Linked DNA regions of Mus musculus: regions 1, 2, 4, 5, 6 and 7 are each linked to region 3. The links are chromatin contacts, called in public promoter capture Hi-C maps. All regions are on one chromosome and are shown on one strand. The core of a region is the stretch at or near the end of the contact, and the rest is flanking DNA. Distances in the headings are between cores, read along the strand shown.

The links. Promoter capture Hi-C pulls out the DNA fragments that hold promoters and counts their contacts.
Region 1: a contact with region 3 is called in a promoter capture Hi-C map of erythroid cells, with 17 times the contacts expected there. The contact joins the promoter of Rplp1 here to the promoter of Zwilch in region 3. A contact is called at or near these places in 5 of 39 promoter capture datasets (embryonic stem cells, erythroid cells, hematopoietic stem and progenitor cells and 2 more) and 2 of 115 datasets of contacts at active chromatin or transcription factors (both in embryonic stem cells).
Region 2: a contact with region 3 is called in a promoter capture Hi-C map of erythroid cells, with 18 times the contacts expected there. The contact joins the promoter of Usp3 here to the promoter of Zwilch in region 3. A contact is called at or near these places in 2 of 39 promoter capture datasets (erythroid cells and pre-B cells).
Region 4: a contact with region 3 is called in a promoter capture Hi-C map of erythroid cells, with 20 times the contacts expected there. The contact joins the promoter of Aph1b here to the promoter of Zwilch in region 3. A contact is called at or near these places in 2 of 39 promoter capture datasets (erythroid cells and pre-B cells).
Region 5: a promoter capture Hi-C map of erythroid cells shows a contact between it and region 3, with 5 times the contacts expected there. The contact joins the promoter of Aph1c here to the promoter of Zwilch in region 3. A contact is called at or near these places in 2 of 39 promoter capture datasets (erythroid cells and pre-B cells).
Region 6: a promoter capture Hi-C map of pre-B cells shows a contact between it and region 3, with 5 times the contacts expected there. The contact joins the promoter of Rab8b here to the promoter of Zwilch in region 3.
Region 7: a contact with region 3 is called in a promoter capture Hi-C map of pre-B cells, with 4 times the contacts expected there. The contact joins the promoter of Herc1 here to the promoter of Zwilch in region 3. A contact is called at or near these places in 4 of 39 promoter capture datasets (erythroid cells, hippocampal neurons, liver and 1 more).

What each region holds. Positions count from the first base shown.
Region 1 is chr9:61,912,958-61,915,849 of GRCm38.p6, forward strand. It overlaps Rplp1 (ribosomal protein, large, P1), which reads right to left and starts at 1,553. Exons shown (of 3, transcript NM_018853.3): 1 at 1,400-1,553; 2 at 931-1,005; 3 at 326-564. The coding sequence starts at 1,471. The coding sequence ends at 367.
Region 2 is chr9:66,591,794-66,594,784 of GRCm38.p6, forward strand. It overlaps Usp3 (ubiquitin specific peptidase 3), which reads right to left and starts at 1,322. Exons shown (of 15, transcript NM_144937.4): 1 at 991-1,322. The coding sequence starts at 1,081.
Region 3 is chr9:64,171,478-64,174,274 of GRCm38.p6, forward strand. Zwilch (zwilch kinetochore protein) reads right to left here and starts at 1,454. Exons shown (of 19, transcript NM_026507.4): 1 at 1,341-1,454. The coding sequence starts at 1,414. Rpl4 (ribosomal protein L4) reads left to right here and starts at 1,910. Exons shown (of 10, transcript NM_024212.4): 1 at 1,910-1,956. The coding sequence starts at 1,954.
Region 4 is chr9:66,793,943-66,796,805 of GRCm38.p6, forward strand. Aph1b (aph1 homolog B, gamma secretase subunit) reads right to left here and starts at 1,481. Exons shown (of 6, transcript NM_177583.4): 1 at 1,311-1,481; 2 at 128-298. The coding sequence starts at 1,423.
Region 5 is chr9:66,833,280-66,836,077 of GRCm38.p6, forward strand. It overlaps Aph1c (aph1 homolog C, gamma secretase subunit), which reads right to left and starts at 1,427. Exons shown (of 6, transcript NM_026674.3): 1 at 1,207-1,427; 2 at 1-50. The coding sequence starts at 1,319.
Region 6 is chr9:66,918,234-66,921,000 of GRCm38.p6, forward strand. It overlaps Rab8b (RAB8B, member RAS oncogene family), which reads right to left and starts at 1,472. Exons shown (of 8, transcript NM_173413.3): 1 at 1,277-1,472. The coding sequence starts at 1,400.
Region 7 is chr9:66,348,912-66,351,763 of GRCm38.p6, forward strand. It overlaps Herc1 (HECT and RLD domain containing E3 ubiquitin protein ligase family member 1), which reads left to right and starts at 1,539. Exons shown (of 78, transcript NM_145617.3): 1 at 1,539-1,710. Gm30447 reads right to left here. Exons shown (of 2, transcript XM_006511600.4): 1 at 1,710-2,852; 2 at 1,414-1,607. The coding sequence starts at 2,160. The coding sequence ends at 1,432.

The DNA.
Region 1 (2,892 bases), core at 303-2,802, 2.3 Mb before region 3:
CTGAGATCCTCAACAACTGTCAAGTTCTTCACACATGAACATCGGGAGACCCAGAGGTTATTTTGTTATTCTTGACAGTAAGAGTTAGCTCTCAGCCTGTCTGTCTGGCACTAAACAGGCTCTCTGAACAGTTGCTTGAAGGGGCTTCCTGGAGACAGACCCACCCATTCTCTACCCAGATCGTCTAGTTCTTTTGACCCAGGTCTTATTTATATAACTCATGGTGGCTTTGGTCAAGACCCTCCTTCCCTGACATTTTTTTGGGACCTGCTACCATCTCTGAAACTCCAAGAGCTTTGTGGCTTACAAGTGAGACCAGTCCACCTACAGGTTCAGCTCTTTATTAGCCAACTTAACAAAAGCAGTTTAGTCAAAAAGACCGAAGCCCATGTCATCTTCAGACTCCTCGGACTCTTCCTTCTTTGCCTCCACTTTCTTCTCCTCAGCTGGGGCGGCGGCAGTGGATGGAGCAGCACCACCAGCAGGCGCAGCTCCAGCTGCTGGAGCGGGCCCACCAGCCCCTACATTGCAGATGAGGCTCCCAATGTTGACATTGGCCAGAGCCTACAACAGAGACATAGAAAAGGCTTTTAGTTTTGTGCTGCAAGATTTAATGATTCAATTAAGCTCTTTTCACCCATGAGACCAAAGCAATGTTCAGGACTACAGGGAATCAATATACAACTGCCACCAGTTGATTGACCCCACTTGCCAGAAATAAAGCTGTTTGTATAAATAGAATGTAGCTATCCACTTTGCATGAATCTCACTGCTTCAAATGCCCAAACTTAAGAGGCAACAAAACTCATTCTCAAGCCATGGACCGTGAAGGCCTGACATAAAAGCCACATCAATAAGTACAAACTAAGATACAAAAATCAAGGCTGGTGGTGGAAATCGTACATTACCAAGTGTAACCCCAAAACTTACCTTGGCAAACAAGCCAGGCCAGAAAGGTTCGACGCTGACACCAGCTGCTTTAATGAGGGCATTGATCTTATCCTCCTGGAACACAAACGCCAACCCGTCAGAACGATCAGAATGCGGCTAAAACTCAGTCACTTATACAGAGTTAAGTTTCGTACTTGGGCTAAAGTCAACCTTAAAAAAGACAAGGCCAGGTTTGAAGGCTCAGCGGGCTGTGGGATTGTCCCGCAGGCCTGACGACCTGAGTTCGAGGCCTAAAACTTAGATAAAAACAGCCCACTCTAAACAGTAGGCCTAACATGCGCGCTCGGGACCGCCATTCACCTGTCTCGGGTTGGGCCGCGCGGGGAGGACAGAGCGCATACGCCTCACAGGCCTCCAAGTCACCGAATGCCTGAGAATGCGAAGTCCGGGCGGAGCCGGGTGTCCGCCGCACAAACACGTGGCCGGCCCGGGGTTATCCCGCACTTACCGTGACCGTCACCTCGTCGTCGTGCAGGATGAGGGCGGAGTAGATGCAAGCGAGCTCGGAGACGGAAGCCATGCTGTAGACTGCCGGCACGGTGCTAGTCGCCGGATGAAGTGAGGGCCTCACCCCAACGCGGCCTTAGCTTCCTCGGAAGGACCGAGCACCTTGGCGGCAGCTGAGGAAAAGATCATATACGCCTGCGCGCAGCTTCTTATGGGACCGCGCCGACCAATCGATGCCCGACTCGAGACGGAAGGGGCAGGGCCAAAACCGAGAGGAGGCGCGTCTGCAGAACGCAGTTCCGGATTTGCGCGTTCGACTTCCGGTGCGATTGGCCTTTGGGGCTTGCGAATATTACAAGTGCTCAACAGTAGAGATTAACAGGCTAAAGGGAGAGAGCTATCGGGGGAGACGTACTGCTTAAACTGACAGGCGCGTTCCCACGGCTTGGGTACACTGAAAAGTCGCTCTCCGCCTCAAGCCTTGCGGATCACGTGGTGGACTTCCCAACCCACCCTCACCCCGGGCGTGCGCGCCGTAGTAACTGTGTCTGTGATGAGGTTGATAAATACCACCCGGGACCCGGAGTTGCATATCAAATGCAATATATCGTGGTTAATGTTTAATTCATTACATTGAAAAAGCACAGAGGGGCGGAAGTTAAGCCATCTTGCAGCTCTCAGGTTTGGCTCCCGCACCCCGAAAAGTGCCAGGAAATCCAGTAACAGGGGCTCTGATCCTGACAGAGGTCAGCAGACACGCTCAAGTACACATAAAAGTAAACACTCTTTAAAGTGTCACGCGAGGTATGGTGAGGAAAAAACCCACAGAAGTAGGAGACCACGTGATAAAATTCGGCAACTAATTATATAGAACCCCTAGAAAACCAGGAGAGTAACTTTGATGCGCAGACATCAAAAGCAAGTATCAATAAACAAACGTTTTCCTTTGCCTCTCTTTTAGTGCATGGTACTTTGTCACAGCAATAGAAACCCCAAGTGCTCATATACACAATTAAATAAAAACACCCCTCAGGTTAGGGTACAGCTCGTGTGTGGTCAGCTTGTGTAGAGGTGACCTTGGTGCTAGAAACTTGCAACTAGAATGTAGTGCATACTAGATTAAGTGGTTTCTTTAAAGTTAATAAAATTCTAATCTCAGGACCACAAAGAAGCTATGAAACAGCAAAAGGAACCTAAGTAGAGCAATATAGTTTTCACAGATAAGAGCCTAAAACGGAGAATTTTCTCCAAGTAATATAGTTCCAATCAAAATTCTGTTCATGATCTCAGTGGAATTTGACATGGCCTTCAGTCTAAACACACACACACACACACACCCTGACAGGGTGTCATGTACCTCAGCTGGCCTTGAACTTGCTATGTGGTTGAAGATTACCTGGAATGTTGGATCTTCCTCCCCTGCCTGGGATTGATTTTAAGTATCCAGGTCATGCTGGGCTAGGGATTAACTCCAGGGCGGGTACACACTAAGCA
Region 2 (2,991 bases), core at 72-2,571, 2.4 Mb after region 3:
TCAGCCTTGCAGATGAACTTGATTTCTGATGCACACGATTCACATTTTACACTACAGCCCAAGCTGCCAGTGATAATCTTAAAGCTCATAAACAAAGACCAGCGTCGGCACCAGGGCCCTACCAGGAAGTAATCAAAGCCGGGTGGCCCGTCCGACCTTAAGTCCCGGCAGACAATGAGAGGGCACCGGGGCTTCCAAGGAAGCAGAAGGAGTTAACGCTTAAGCAACTCGAAGGCATAACATAAACCTACGAAGTGTCTTACACGCACTCGGGAATTCCCAACGAAATCCCTGCCAACCCGAAAAACTGCCTCGGAACAATCTTCGAAAGGCAAAACAAAAAAAAACAAAAAAACCCAAAACACCCAACCTCGAGCCGCCCCTCCAAAGCAGCTGTTGGCTGCCTTCTCCGGAGCTTTCGGAGCCCGCAGCCTGTTTTCAAACTTCACCCTCACAGGCTGAAGAGAGACTCCGAGGTGAGCAGCCCCCAGCGCAGTCCGCTCAGGGGCTGCGGGGGAGGCAGGAGCCTGTGGGAACCCGAGGAAACGCAACCCAAAGGGGCTCGCGCGCCGGCAGTCCAGACAAAGCTGCGCCCGCAGAGCGGCGCTTTGCCTGTCCGGCCCACGGGGGACCGCGAGCCCGACCCCGCCACACGTGCGGCCGCGCGCGGAGCCGGCCCTTAGGTTCGCGGAGCCTTGGGGTGCGAGCCGCCGCGTCATCCCGCCGCTGCGCGCTCGCCTCAGGCCCCCGCGGGCCTCTCCTCAGCCGGCCCGGCCGTCGGGCCGCGCGAAACAAAGGAGCCGCCACCGCGCCCGCCGCGCCGCGCCGCGTCCCCTCGCCCCGCGCGCCGGGCCCGCTTGCTCCCCTCAGCCTCCCCCCCCCCCCAACGAGGCCGCGCGCTGCCCCGCACCCGCGGCCCTTCGACGGCAAGGCCCGGGCCAGAGCCGGGACCTCGGGTGCGCGGCCGGCCAGCCCCAGAGCCGCACTCACCGCTGCAGCACCAGGACGACGGGGAGCCGTTGGGGAACTTGGCTGAGTCCGGGGCGATGCAGACGCTGGAGCTGAGGTGCGGACACTCCATGGCCACGAGGACGGCGGCGGGGACAGCCGAGGCTCTGGGGCGGAGGGACTTCAGAGGCTCCGTCTGGGGTCGCTTCTGACCCGGCACTGGGCAGACGGCGGCTTCTGGGTCCCGAGCCTTTGCGTCAAAGAAAGCAAGGGCTTCCGGGCGCCGGGTTTTGCCATCCGCCGTCTCCCGGCGCCCCGCTCCGGAGAACGTGAAAATCCGGACTCCTGGTTCTGCCGCCGCCCAGGGACAGTAGGCTTCCGCCTTCTCCGGCGGCCCCGCCCACCCTGCTGGTTACGCCCCCAGGCCAGCCCGGGCCCCGCCCCCACACTAGTCAGTGGGCGGGGCATTGGTGCTCACCCAGTGCTAGCAGCTAGTGTAAAGTCCTACGGGGATGTGAAGTGACTTTCCGAAATCTGCCCCCGGCCGCTGCAGCCGATTCTTGGGAACCCGACAAGTGTGGGTACTCATCCGGGGCAGAGCGGTCGGGACCGCTGCTTCTACTGCAGTGAGTTGGCTACAACAGCGAGGTAGAATATGTGACCACACCGCAAAGAGTACGGAAAATGAAAACCACTCACACCGACGTGCATTGAAGCCCCATTTTACACAGGAAGAAACAGACTTTTGGGGCGTGGCCCTCGATGGCCCAGCCGGCTGCAAAGAGCCCAGAACAGTCCTGACTTTCGTGTTCTCCCGGTAGCAGGCGGGGTCCGGAACTGTTCTGAGTTCTGAACTCTGGCCTGAGTGTGTCACCGGGATACTGCACGGCTGGGCCCACCGGAACGCCTGTGTTCGGGGTCCACGCCATGCCGTTATGACTCACTGATATCTCCTGCCCATTGTGGGTATTTTCATACCTATACCTCTTGAAGTTGAACGAAATAATCCAGTTTGCTGTACAAGGTCGCGGGTGCTAGGTAATAAAAAGAGGCAGTGTAACATTTGTTAGAAGCCCACCTGGCTCCCAGCCAGGCACTTTGCATACCACACCTCATTTAATCCTCAAAACACCCTCTCAAGCTGCTGCTACGGTCCCCTTTTTAACAAAAAGTGAAACCAAGAGTATAATTTGCTTTAGGAAGATTGGACCCCCGCACCCCCCCCCCCCCCGCTTCAAATCTCTCTCTAGAAAGAAGTGAAGAAGACAGGAGGAGCGTCTAGAGGTAGAGAGCCTGCCACCTCACATTCTCTGCCTTGAGGATATCTGGGGCTCCCACAAATCTAGCCTCCAAAGTTGGGCTTTCTTTCTTTGTTTGGTTGGTGGTGTTTAACCTGGTAAAGGGGCTTCTTTCCTTCATCCCCTGACAAGCAAGTGGAGAGGGAAGAACAATGTGCCAATCCATGGGGCAGGAAAGGAAAGGTCAGGAAATGATTAACTGGCTGGGCCGGATAGTGGTTAGTTAGCACTGGGCACCTCCCTGAAGTGCACGCCTCTAGCACCCCTTAAGCCACTTCCGTACACCCCACTACTGCACCCTGTAGCCTTCTGCCTGATAGTGTCCACCCACCTAGGACATCTCTGCCCAGGGTGGTATTTCAGATTCCTCAGTCCAAGCAACTCTACCACTTCCCCAAGTTGTATATGATTGCTGTCAAAACAAGGCTTGGACGGGTTTTGATGGTGAGAAATTGTGGAAAGTTGTTCAGATCAGCTCTGGCAGGTACTTCATGGCAAACCTTAGCTAGTCCTCTCGACTCTTTTTCCTCGCCTATCCACTGGCAAAACAGTACTTATCTGTGTGAATTCCTAACCTGTAGTAATTAACAGATAAGGTTTGTTTTTCTTATTAAAAAAAAAAAAAAGGAGATGACTGCTTCCTTGGGACGAGAGAGGAGAATAAACAGTATCTGAACCCTATTCAGTCTCTTCCATCTATTTGTTTCACAAGTCTTTCTCAAGCAACCTTCTCAGAGTCCTCTGG
Region 3 (2,797 bases), core at 204-2,703:
CAGCACATTGGACACCGGGCCACGATGTTTACAAGTCCAAACTCAGAGATCTTGGGTTTAAAACAATAAAGTACTTAACACCATGGCAAAATACCACAACAGTTAAAAACAACTCAAGTTCCTGAGCTCAAAGACATTAGCTTCTTTAAAAACATCAGTTTTGTTGGGCGTGGTGGCTCATGCTTTTATTCGTAGCACTAGGGAGGCAGAGGCAGGTGAATTTCTGAGTTCAAGGCCAGCCTGGTCTACAGAGTGAGTTCCAGGACAACCAGTGCTACACAGAGAAACCCTGTCTCAAAAAAAAAAAAAACAAAAAAAAACAAACACAACACAACAACAAAAACCCAACCACTAAAACCCACTAGTTTTAGCTGGGCAGTGGTGGCTCCCGCCTTTGACCCCCAGCACTCTGAGGGCTGAGGCGGCCGGATCTCTGAGTTCCAGGCCAGCCTACTCTACAGATTGAGTTCCAAGACAGACAGGGTTACACAGAGACACTATTTTTTTTTTTTTTTTTTTTTTTTTTGATTTTTCGAGACAGGGTTTCTCTGTATAGCTCTGGCTGTCCTGGAACTCACTCTCTAGACCAGGCTGGCCTCGAACTTCGCCTGCCTCTGCCTCCCGAGTGCTGGGATTAAAGGCGTGCGCCACCACGCCGGGCTCTGAAACTATCTTAAAAAACAAAAGCACATTAGTTCTTTTCCTGTAGTAGTGAAAAATTATTACTGCTTTTGTAAACAGGAGGGGCAATAATGGCAGTTAAAAATGATAGCATTTAGAGACTAATGGGCTATACCCAACTAGCAACACCTTGCACCTAGAATTAAAGTTTTTTGTCTTCACATCAGGCCTACGAAATCAAAAATCTCAGAGGCTGAGCCAGTCAATGTATATTTTGGCAACCCTGTGGGTGATTCTGATGTGAGTCGCTGACTTAGATTTTCACACAGGATGTAGAAGTTGACAGAATTTCACTGAGGGAACACAGTGAATTTGTGGCACGGCTCACGCCTCTCATCTCGGCATCAGGAGGCTGCCGAGGAGGGTCGATGCGGATTCTGTCCGTTTCTGAGCTTGAGGCCCGATGACATCTAGCTCTCTGTGTCCCAGGAGCCTCTACTTAGAAGCGTGTACATCAGTCCAATCCGTACACTGCTTTGCCATCTTGCCTCCCTTGGGTAAGCTCGGGTGTTTTCTCCGGAGGCCGGCAGTAGCCTAGGCCTCCGCAGAGCCCTGGCTGCCTCTCACATCCCAGGTCCAGGAAAGCCGGCAGCCAGCTGTGGCAAACACCACCGGCAGGGGAGGGACAAGTACCATCCCATTCCCCAACCACAACTCACTGCCGGAGACGAGCATAAAACTCCTCCGCCGCGCGGTTCATTCGCGACCACATACCGCCGTGGCCTCCGTCCATTGCTAAGAAGTTAAACTGAACTGCGCGCCCAGACAATGACGTCAGAGGCCATGACCCCGCCCCGCCGGAACTACTTCACGCTTTAAGTTCGGTTTGTACTCAACGCTAACACATTGCTTTAATTTAGTAGAGCATCCCCTCAATTTACTATTCCAAAAGTCTCCCATTTCTGTTAGGGGGGAAAAAATGGACTAAAAGAGATGTTATGATGAGGGTGGGCGGGATGAGGAGAAAGATAATTCTCGCGAGAGTTGTGACGAGTTACGAATTATTCCGCGAAAAAGAGTCCCTCCTTTCTAATCACTCTTTTTAACTTTAAAAAAAATGAATACATAATTTTAACACACGTCACGCAATAATATTACCTTTTGAAATTTTTACATGTAGCAGAAAGATAGATCGTGTCTCTAATTTGATTTTGATAAGGGGCAGGATGCGGAAGACGAGTGGAAGGATATATAGAGTACAAGTGACAAGTCTTTCCTTTTCCTGTGGGAGCAGCCGGGTAGAGAGGAGCGTGGCCTTCTCCTCTCCCCGTCATGGTGAGTGGAGGTCTTCTACACTGGGCTTCCCCCTGGTCTGGGGGGCGGCTATAGAGGAGGGCGAAGGTTCAGAACATGGAATCTGCAGAGAGGAGACGAGGGAAAGGAAACCTAGCACCTTTTCTGGCCGGAGCTGAGTTGTGGGCGCTGAGGCAGCCATCTTAGAGGCAACGTGGGCAACAGCGCCAGGTGGATGGTAGAGGAACCTTTGGGATCTTAGCTTTTCTTAGTTCTAAGCTTTGCTTAGTTCTAAGCAGGGTTGCTGGAAGCCGAGCGTTTTGATGCCAGAGACTTGTCAGGGGTTCGAGATCGTCCGATGACAACTCCGCACAGGCCGTGGCGGGTCATGTGCTTTCAGTCCGGAGAAATTGTCTTCAAAGAAAAGGGCTGAAGGATATCTGAATTTATGCTTTCCAGGAAGATTGCCTTCACCTCTTTAAGACAATTTCTGGAAATGCATGTCTTCGTTACTTTATATGATGTAATCTAGACCTTTGAATCTTAAGCGAGTTTTCAGTAGTAATTAGTATATTGTTTTACCACGAATGTTTATCTGTAGATGGATTAAGGTTGTTCTGACCACAGTAATTTGGAGACTGTTAGATTCATCGTTAAACCGACTAGATAGGTTGTCCTATTGTGAGACGACTTAAAGGGGGGTATAGTAGAAGAGATGGTATAGTATCTGGAAGGGCACATGGGAAATAGGTCAGACCTAAGTGCTGGTGGAATCCTCAGTTAAGAGTCTTTCAGAGTATCAAAACGTTTCTGAATTTGAAGGGGTCTGGAACATTGGATAAATGAGCAGGCCAGCTTTGCTGAAGTTGGTGAGGGTAGAATT
Region 4 (2,863 bases), core at 231-2,730, 2.6 Mb after region 3:
GAGGAGCAGGAGGGCAGGCAAACCGGATTGTAAATTTAAATATTCAATATTTTCAGGCTAAAATTGTAGCAATCACTAAATCGTAATTCAAGTCTAACTGGGAAAATAAAACAAACACTTAACTTACTTTAACAGCTTATAATATGCGAGCCTGAACAGCTCTTGGATACAGACAGAGAGCAACACTCCGAAGATGAGCAGGTAATTCTGTACTGGTCCATCTCTGTTGTCAGTAATGACTCTCACTAGGAACCAAAAAACGGATGACAGCAGGAGAGACACCAACCAGAAGAAAGCACTGGAACGTAGAAGGAAAAAAAAAATCACAAGTTAACAGAAGCACAGGCTTAATAATGACTTTAAATCAAACCTGCTTGAGCTACAAATCATTTTTAGTAAACAATCCTCACAAAGTGATGTTTTAGATCAGAATTTTTTTTTTCTCCTAGTGAGACAAATAGTCCAAGAGGAACGTCAGATGTGCTTAACAAGAACGATTCAGTGACCCTGTCGCGTGCACGCTAGGGCACTATCTGTCAAGGACTAAGAGGCACTTGGTTGCTGACTATTTTTCCTAAGAGATGCTTTGTGTGCTATAGAAATATACAACCAGTGACAGTTGCAAATTTCATATCCTCAAAATTCACCAGAAAATATAAGTTTAATGGTTAGATATTGTCAAGTGTCTTTTTCTAAAAGAAAATGAATACCTAACGCCTGCATTAATATAATGGAAAGTTCAGAAGCTGCAAACTTCGGGCAGGTGCAGCGAGACCAAGACCACGTTCACCAGCAGAGTTCCGGTATTTACCAAGCTCCCAGGAGGACATGCCGCCTGGTCAGTTGTTACTGTGTTTTCTCGAACTTTCCTCCTTGACTGCACCCAAACCATTACCCAGGAGTCTACAAAGAAAATCTGAGCCTGAATAGTCTGCACAGACATTCTGAGTCCGAGGATTGATGTGAGGGTGGGGGGCAGGGAATAAACATCTGATCTCCAGGTGACTTTAATGGCAGAGAGTAGTGATAACGACTCTTCGATGCTGCTCAGCACTGAGGGAAATGAGAGATTCCTACAGAAAGACAAAGGCTTCATGCAGGAATCTATCTGCTTGTTCCCACACTCAGCCAACAGAAGCCAAGGGGCGCCTGCTTAGCCTACGGGCCTGCTCTTCTCAGACCCTCCCAGGAACAGTTCCAGCCCTGGACCGCACCACAAGCTGGAGCCCCTGGGAGATGGGGATCCCGGGGTCGTGGGAACCCAGGAGAGGGAGGGAACCCGCGGCGTCCGGGACACAGCGCAGCCTCACCCGGCGATGAGGAAGATGACTCGCAAAGGGTCGGTGGCGATGGTGAAGACATAAAGAGCGAGCGCGGGCCCGAAGGCGATGAAGGCGCAACCAAAGAACACCGCAGCCGTCATGACGACCTCGGGAGCCAGTCGCGGGGGCCCGAGGGCCCTGCAGTGCCCAATGGACAGCGGGTCCTGGATACGGGGCGGGGCTGGGTGGCGAGGCTCCGGTGCTCCGTCAGAGCAGTGGACGAGGCGGAGCCCGTGAGGCGGGGTCTGGAGATGCCGAGGGCGGGACGGGGCTCGAGAGGCGGAGCCTTCGGTGCCCTAGTCAAAGAGGCAACAGGAGGGAGCTTCGGGAGGCCAGGCCTGGAAGAGTTCCATAGCCTATCAGAGTGGACGGCAGAGCGAGGGTTGGCATGCAGGACCTCGAGGTCCTCTAGTCACACGGGACAAGGCAGGGTTCGGGAGTTGGGGCCTGAGCTGCTCCTTGGCCTGTAAAAGCGGGTTGCTGGGCGGAGCTCGGCAGGGGACTCGAGGTGCTCCGAGGGCAGAGGAGGGGCGTGGCTTCGGAGCACAGATCCTGTCAGAACAGGGAACGGAGGTCGGAAGGCGGAGAGCCTGGAGGAGTCCCACGCCCAGTCAAACCGGAGCCAGGTCGGAGCCTGGGAGGCGGGGCTTTGAGTCGCTCCCAGACCTGTCAGCGCCTGCAGAGCGAGCTCAGAGCGCCGCCCTACTCCAGCCAGAGCAAGCTCAGAGTGCCGCCCTACTCCAGCCAAAGCGAGCCGAAGTTCTGGAGACCTGGTAATGTAGTGGGCGGGGCTCCGAGGTGTTATAAGTGTAGTCAGAGTCAGCCGCTCCAGACATTAGGCCTAGGGTTTGTCCCTGCTCAGTTACTGATGGAGTTTTGTTCATCACCTTGAGCCCCACTGTTCCTAGGCTTAGCTTTTATACCTGGATTACATGCTGATGGAGAAAGAATATAGAGGTGAAAGCTGTAATACTTGACATATATATTACAAAACCTGATGCATAGAGAAATGCCAGAATCCATGTAAAAAACACATAGAATTCTTCCCACCCAGAGAGCAGCCTTTCCCGGTCACATATCAGTAGGGCTATGAAGGGTTATGCCAGATGAAGAGGTTTCTGGTCATCACAAACCAGAGAAAATTCCAGAGCAACCAGCAGAATCTTCATCTTCCTAGTTCTTGTCTTCCCTCATCTCCAGAAGTTAGAAGTGGGTCAGTTGTTAGAAATAAACTGACTTGACTTCACTCTTTAATTAGGTTCACTCTAATAAGGTTCTTTTAGCCCGATGAGTGGAAAACTAATTATTGTTCTTTAAGAGACCTTGGTGAAATGTTTACGGTCCTAGGTGTTAGGGATAGTGTGTTTGATCTTGTGTCATTTATGAGTGGGTTTGCTTTTAAATGAAGCTTAGGTTGAACTGGATGAACCTAGTACATAGACGGGCAGAGTCCACATGCAGCATTGCTAGGACAACAACATTTTTCTATTCTCCTATGCCTTGTTCCTATCTACTTATTAACACCAAGTATGCTGAAGTTA
Region 5 (2,798 bases), core at 177-2,676, 2.7 Mb after region 3:
GGAACCAAAACATGGACGAAAGCAGGAGAGACACCAACCAGAAGAAAGCACTGGAACGTAGAAGACAAAAGTCACGAGTTAACAGAAGCACAGGAAACAAATATCTTGATCTTTTTTAGGAAAGAACCCCTTCACATGGTATTCCGAATCAGCATTTGCTAATCAATGGTCCATTTTCCTCCTAGTGAAAAAACAGTCCAAGAGGAACGTCAGATGCCCTCAACAAGGACGATTCAGTGACCCTGTCTGTGTACACCAGAACACTATCTGCCAAGGACTGGCAACGAGGAAGTTGGTTACTGCTTTGCCTCATTGGTGTGCCATAGAAACATATAACCAGTGGCTGTTACAATTTTCATATCCTAGAAAATGTGAATTTAATGGCTTAGCTGTCTGTAAAGATAAGTATCTTTTCTGAAGGAAAACAAACACCTACACCTGTATTTATTGTGTGCACCATGGAAAACTCAGAAGTTGAAAACCCATGCTGTGGTCTAGTTGTTTTCCAGGCCCGGTTCTTACAACCTTCCTGTGGACTTTAAGGACACAGCAAGCTTGACGTTCAACAGACTCTATTGATTTTTAATGCCAACAGCGAAGGAGCACTATTTATTACAGGAAAAAAGAACGCAGAGAGGCTGGAGTTCCTGGCTAGCCAGTGAGTTGCCTGGGTGCCAAGTCTCAGAAACTCAGTCTCAGCAGGTGCAAAGGGATCAAGACCGCAGTCACCAGCAGAGTTAGATATTTACCAAGTTCTCAGCAAGACTGGTCAGGTGTTGCAGCGGTTTTCTCAGGCTTTCACCATTGGCTGCACCCCAACCATTACCCAGGGGCCTACAAGAAAAATCTGAGCCCAAATTCCTCACAGGCATTCTGAGTCCAAGAACGGGGGTTGAGGAGGTGGACAACTGATCCCCAGGTGTCTTTAATGGCAGAGAGTGAGAACAGCTCTTCGATGCCGCTGAGCACTGAGTGAAATGAGAAATTCCTACGGAAAGACTAAGGCTCCATACACGAATGTATCCACTTATTCCCATCTTCCACAGAAGCCAAGACCCGCAGGACTCGCCTGCTCAGCCTGAACCCCCTCCCCCCAGTCTTGGACAGTCCCACAAGCTGGGAGCCACTGGGAGATGGGGATCCCGGGGTCGTGGAAACCCAGGAGAGGGAGGGACCCGCGGTGTCCGGGACTCGGCTCAACCTCACCCAGCGATGAGGAAAATGACGCGCAAAGGGTCGGTGGCGATGGTGAAGAGGTAGAGTGCGAACGCGGGCCCGAAGGCGATGAAGGCGCAACCGAAGAACACAGGCAGCGTCATGGTACCCACAGAAGCCAGTCCCGGGGGACCTGAGTGGATCCGAGGTGACTGGGACGATTTCTTAGCGGAATGCGGGGCGGGGCAGGCCTGCCAGGTACTCCGGGCTCGATCAGAGAAGGGGGCGGAGCAAAGCCCGGGAGGCGGGGCCTCGAGGTGCTCCAAGGCTTTTTTGAGCGGAGGGCGGGACGTACGAGAGGCGGTGCCTTAGGGGCGGTTTCTGGCCAATCAGAGCCTGGGGGCGGTGCAGGACACAGCCAGTCAGAGCAGAGGGCGGAGCGGCGCTCTAGATGAAGTGCCTTGAGATGCTCCGCGGCTTGTTTTTGCAGAGGGCGGGGTGGAGTCGAGGAGGCGGGTCCTCGAGCTGCTCCACAGCAAGGCAGGACTGGGCGGGGGCGGAGCTCGAAAAACAGAGCCTGTATCGCACAACGGTCAGTCGCAGAGGGGTGTCCAGGCGGATCTCGGGAGGTAGTTCCAGGAGGTGCTCCAGGCGCTGAGAGCGAATGGCGGTGCAGGATTCGGGAAGCTATTTCTTGAGAGGCTCAGAGTACTGTTAGAACCTGTGCAGCGGCATCGAGAAGCTGTCAGAGAGGCGGTTCCTCGAGGGGCTCCACGTGCTGTCAGAACCGGGGCGGCCTCTAGTGTCTCTGCGTGCGTACAGCGCAGGGGACAGGGCCTCGAGGGGCTTCACAAGCGGTCAGAGCGGAGGTGCAGCCTGGAAGGATTCGGTGTGCGGGCAGGCTGGGCAGCAACGCGGCCTCCTGGGACTCCACGTGCCGTCAGACTGCGGGGCGGGGCCTTGAGGGCTGGGCAGTTCTTCAGAGCACTCGGGGTGCTGAGAATGGAAAGGGGTCCTTCAAGGTTTCTTCTCTAGGTTTCTTGGGGCAATGAAAGTTGCCCGCCGAACTGGGCGGGCGCCTAGACCTCCGAGAGGCAAAGGGCTACACCAAGCCTCAGACTTGCCAGCGCTGCAGGTCCTTATTCCAAAGCGTGGCTCACTGAAGACTTAAAAGCTGTGCCCCAGCCCTCTTGCCTGTGGGTACACATTGTCCCTGGTGCTGGCCAACTGTAAGGTGGTCTAAGGGAGATTACCAGGCCACTTTTGTGCTGAAGGTCAATTGAAGTAAACAGCAGGACAGGGGCACGGTTCCTTTAAAGTAAGTATTTTTTCTGTGTCCGTGGTTGCAGGAATGTGGGGCTCCCATCCTATGTAAAAATCCAACTGGGCTGGTATGACCCAGGTGAATCATCCCCTATGGAAAAGGAATAATGAAATACTGACGAGTTGTTCTGACAAGTTGGTTTCTGTGCCACTAACAGCCCTGATCTCCAAAAACTTAAAAAATTTTAAAGGCATTCTCTAATCATATCTGAATTTAAATTTCAGGACAAACAACCACAGCTATGTTAAGAATGCTACAAGGTTAATATTGACTAATTACATTCATGTTTGTGGAGAATTGAAACGCTGTAGATACAGAG
Region 6 (2,767 bases), core at 222-2,721, 2.7 Mb after region 3:
AAGGAAATAATGTTAAGGTCATCCTACTGAAGGTTTAAAAGCAGTTTTGATGTGTTCTTCAGTTTACAACTTAAAGATCCTGTTTACCTGCACACAATGTCTTTTACTGAAGATACAAGAGCAGCTCCCAGTGAAGAGTGAGAAATTTTTTTCTTGAGTCAATTAGAAGTAATTGGGAAATATACAGTATGTTATGATTCACCTACAAAGTAATTAGAATCAAAGGAAACTACACAGGGAGGCAGGCGGAATGTACAGTCAATCACTTGGCTTGGATGTTACCAACTACACGAGCTCAAGAATTTACAAAGTTGAGAAACTTACTGCTGCTTCCCAAGACACGGAATAAGGCGGTGAACAATAAATTTCTTCTAACCACATCATCTCCCAAAGTCCCCAGCCCCTTTAATTCCTATAAACACTCAAAAGATTTTTAACACCCCGTAGACATTACTCCATCATTAGTCACTTTTTAAATCTCGATTCAAAGATGTCAAGAGAAAATGGAAACCAGCGTTCCCAGTTACTAGGGAAAGTCCTGAGCCCCGCGTTTTCCATTTCCTCTCTGATCTCTCAACCCCTGCACTGCATCCCCTGCTTCCCCTTCTCCTTTCTAGTTAACACTCAGCTCGCCTTCACTTTCTCCACCAAGTAGCCTCAAGTCGCCCTCGGGTCCTCCTGAGTCCTTCTCCCACCTACAATCTTCTGCATTTTCTCTTGGCATCTCTGTTCACACCTTTAGAGTCAATGTCGTTTTATCGCTTGCCTCCTGATCATTCAGTCAGTCATTCCCCTCAATTCCCTGTTGACCGCCTCCTAGTCTCACTTCTCTTGTCCCTGGTGTCCTCTGCCCCTTTACTTCATTTGAAGCCCCTCTTTGAGTCCTCAAACCTTCATTTCCCTCTTCACATTTCCTTCCTCTTTCCTGTCTTTCTAACCCACGTTCGTATTCACTCTCCCTCCCCTCCTTCTCTTTCCGTACGATTTCCTGTGTTCCCCCGACTCCGTCCCTCTGGGACGCCGCTGCCGCCGCCGCCCCGGAGCCCCCTCGTGTCCCCAACACCCCTGGTTTCCGATTGCTCCGGTTCCCTTTCGTCCGTCCGCAGTTCCGCATCCCCATCCGTCCCTTTCAGCCTCTCCGGCTCTCACTGCCCTCTCCGCGGCCCTTCGGGGTCCCCTTCTCCGGTCGCCAAGCCCTCGCGTGCCCTCTCCCAGGCCCCCAGGCACCCGCCCCCCTCGTCTCAGCTCCCGTCCCGGGCCGCGGCCGCTCCCTCACCGATGGTGGAGATAAAGGTGGTGTTGAAGGCGTCCTCTGAGAAGCGGAACAGGAGGCAGGTCTTGCCAACGCCGGAGTCGCCGATGAGCAGCAGCTTGAACAGATAATCGTACGTCTTCGCCATCTTCTCACTCCGGCCCTCTCTGACCGCCAAGAGCAAGGAGGCGGTGGAAAGCAGCGCGGAGGGGGGGCCTCTGGCGAGGGGGCGTGTCTGCCAAGCCACCCGCGCCCCGCCCCGCCTCTCGCCCCACCCTCTTGAGGCGACAGGCTCGCTCCTCCCCGTCCCAGCCAATCTGCCCGCGCCTTGTCATCACCCTCCGCCCCGCGAGGCTTTATGGGATTTGTAGTACTCTGGGAGAGCCGCGGGCGTGCCTCGCCCAAACTGTCCGAACAACCTCCCTGGATAACAAATCTGAGTGATGTAGGGTGGTGTGTTAAGACTTTCCATCCTTACAGGGAAAAGACGCTTCGTTTCAAACTCCTCTTCTTTTGCCAAGGGAACTTGACTTTGTTGTTTCTTTGTTTATGGGCATCTTTCAAATCCAAGACCTCGGAATCTAAGTCCTGCAGTTCGCTCATCTACTTGCCTGAACCCGGAGCTCGGCAAGCTTTCTTTGGAGATGCAAAGGTTCACGAAGTCTGTGAATTAGCTGCAGAGTATTACCCAGCCTCTCCCGTTCCCGCCCATTTCCTAGGCCCCCTTCCACAGCCCTTCAATTATAGAGCTCAAGGAGTGATGTTAGCGGGCTAATTTCATTCCCACTTGTGCCTTCTGAACTACAGGCCACAGCCAAATGCGATGATCATTTTAGAGGCTCTGCTTCATAGATACCGCCTCGCGCACCGCGGGAGGATGAATTCTTGAGAAAGAAAGAAAGAAAGAGAGAGAGAGAGAGAGAGAGAGGGAGGGAGGGAGGGAGGGAGGGAGGGAGGGAGGGAGGGAGAGAGAGAGAGAGAGAGAGAGAGAGAGAGAGAGAGAGAGAGAGAAAGAAAGAAAGAAAGAGAGGAGAGGGGAGAGAGGGGAGAGAGGGAGAAGAGAAGAGAAGAGAAGAGAAGATAAGATAAGAGAAGAGAAGAGAAGAGAAGAGAAGAGAAGAGAAGAGAAGAGAAGAAAGATGTGGGAAGGCTTGTGCTACGAACAGCTTATAAAATAGCGCCACCTGAGACAGGTGACGGGAACTTTGGCCATAGAAGATGTAGAGATTTAGATTTGGATTTAGTCTTTGCTAAGCCACTTCACAGCTGTGTGAAGTCTCACAGGCTTGACACGTCTCAGTTTTCTCATCTGTAAAGACGAATGAAAAACAAACTACTTCATAGGTTGTAGTGAAAATTAAATACTGAGTGTGAAAGCACTTTGAAACTTGGTAAGGTGCTGTGAAGTGTAGGTGTTAGTTGCGTTTAAATTTATCACTCCTCAGGAGGCTTTCAATTAATGGGTGGCAAAAGGAAGGGAGGAAATAGCACTTTGATGTATTCAATTCAAGCCTT
Region 7 (2,852 bases), core at 289-2,788, 2.2 Mb after region 3:
TGCTTTGATATGAAAAATATGCACCTCAGTCCCTTCTCCCCAGGACCAAAACCAAACACCTGAGACCATAAAAAGCACTAGCAACAATGTCATCACTCCATGCTAATCTGCCTCTCATACCTAGACTAGAACACACATCTTATACATAGAAGTTTATATGCACCATTAGAAGTTCTATTTAGTGATTATCTCATTATCTATACTCCTCTAAGGAGGAACCCTGTCATAATAACTAATATTCTAAATGAACAGATTAGGAACTGAGGTCCAGGGAAGCCAAGCAAGCCATTCCAAGTCACACACAAAGCTGAGAGTAGCTTTTGTCTTAGGCTAAATTTGTATGATACACATTTCCAATTGAACCAAAGGGGAGGAACTCAGTATGTGGACCAAACTGGCCTCAAGCTCACAGAGATTGCCACCCCACCCAGCTGCTTATACCATGTATGTTTATGTCTTTAGCACAAGAATTTTTTAAAAAGATTTTATTTATAACGTCCCCCCTTCCCCAAAAGCCTTTAGTCCCAGCACTCTGGAGCAGAATCAGGAAAAAGCCTGGTCTTCAGAGAGTTCCAGGACAGCCAGGGCGATGCAGAGAAACCCTGTCTTGAAAACAAAAACAAATTCATGTGTATGTGTGGGTATGTTAACGCGAGTGCAGGTTCTTGTAGCGTTCAGAAGTGAGTGTTGAAGTTACAAGTGGTTTTGGACATCCTGAAGTGAAGTGAAGCCAAGTCACTCTGTAAGAGATAGCCCTCTTAACCGCTCTCTCTCCAGAAAAACCTTTTGCTGAAGGTGGCTACAGTGGTGAGATTGGGAGTCCTTAAGTACAGAGGCATTCAACAATATCAATTCAACATTTGAGCGCCTACATCTATGCTAGACGTTGGGCTAGATGACCAAGTTAGTGTTCTTCCTCAGAGTGCATCACTGTATAGGTCAGGGTCAAGACCTGTACTAAAGGTCAATCCTCCCGTGTTCCTCAGACAGGGCAGAAGTTGGTCAACTTAAACACTTGCTTGGGCGTAAACTTAACCAGCCACAAGGTTAAGGGCAGACTGTGATGGGAGATAAAGGGAGTAGAGCGCCCGGCAAGCAGCCGAGATAAAGGGGTGTGGCCGGCCGCAGCTTTTTCTCTCGGTCCTCGGCAGCCCCGAGGCCTCGGCAGCATTCGGACCCCGATCCTCTTGCAGACTGTCCCGTACTCATCCTGAACACATCCACGCTCGCCTGATCCTTCAGCGCCCTTTGTGAAATGCCCCCAATTGATAGTTCCCTACGGGCACACGTGACTCCGCGAGGACCCAGCGGTTAAGAGACATGGGGCGGTAGAGTGTCCCCAGTACCCTCACAGGAAGGGTCTCCCGGCCGGCGATGTACTCATCGCTTTCCCATCACTGCCTAAGCCGGCATCTTCTCTCCCTTTTCCTCTCAGGTTGCCTCCCACCTCCCGCGCGAGGCCCGGAGGAGGCAGGACCAGCGCTTCTGATCTCGCGAGAGTTCCCTCATAAGTCCCGCGAGACTCGCCTGCCGCTGCCGCTGCCGCCGTCGCTGCCGCCGCTGCCGCCGCCGCCTCTTACGTCTTTCCCTTTGACAAGTCGCCGCCGCTGCAGCAAAAATATAAAGGACGCGGCTAGCGCGGCCGCTGGCCAGCCGGGTGCCGGGTGCTGGAGCCGCACCCCATCGCCGCCAGCTCCCGACCCACGTACGGTAGGTAACACGTTCTCTTTCGCCATCGTGACCTCCCGAGTGTGTGATCGGCTGGCCCGGCCGAGCCGCTCGGGGCCGTTCCGGGGCCGCCCGCCGAGCGGGACTGCTGGCTCCGGGTGGACGGCGGGCGGAGGCCCGAGGAACCCCTGGCCCCCTGGAAGCCTGTTGGAAGCCGAGCCACCTGCCGGAGGGAGGGACCCGCCCCTGAATAAGCTTGCAGTCTGCGCCCCTCAGCGCCTCAGGGGTCGCGTCTGTGACCTTCTCCCCTTTATCCGCTATCGAGCGCGTCTCTCTTAGCTGGGACTGGGACTGGGGAGCGGCTCTCCCATCTCTTCCTCTTGAGGAGAGTCGCGACTCCGGTGCTCCCTGTCGCCGGCCGACTTCGGAGGGGTGGAGGTTGAGACCGTGCGTCTTTCTCCTCGTCTGCGCTTTTGGGTGGGGGCTGCTCATCCTTTCGGTAAACCTTTCTCTGAATCTCTCTTCGGATAAAATAACAATTTCTAAAGCCCTTGCTACCTGGAGCGGAGACGAGGCGACAGTTGTGTAGTCTCCAGGGTGAGAGGTGGATGGTGGTGATGACAGGAGCTAACCCTGGGAACAGTGATGGGTGGCAGGTTCCCAGGAGACACGAGGACAGAAGCTTGGTACCTACCTCTCCCAGGAGGTTATGTAAAGACGCGATGTATGTATGTATGTATGTATGTATGTACTATGCATGCATGTGTATGGTAGCTGTGAAGCACAGGGACAAAAATCTCCATTTGCGTTAGTTTTAAAAATGTGTGTAATACCTTGAAGGTGTATAGGTAATCAAGAGTGATAAATTCCAACGAATTAATAACCCATCTCCAGAGATAGCATTTCACTGTTAATATTTTGATATATTTCTAACAGACTCTTTTGTTTTTTAAGAGTACCTAGCTTGTCCTTGAATGGTACTTCCTTATTTTATGTATGTTCCCAAAATGATTTGTTTTATTTGAACCATTCCTTTGGCCCACTTGATTAAGCCGGGTTACTTGTTCATTATCATTGGCTGTTCCCAGCCGTCACCATATTTCATTGTGTCTTCTTTCAAAATGATTGTTGCTCAAATAGCTTTAAAAGTCAAACCTTAACATTGTTCTTTTTGGATATAATAT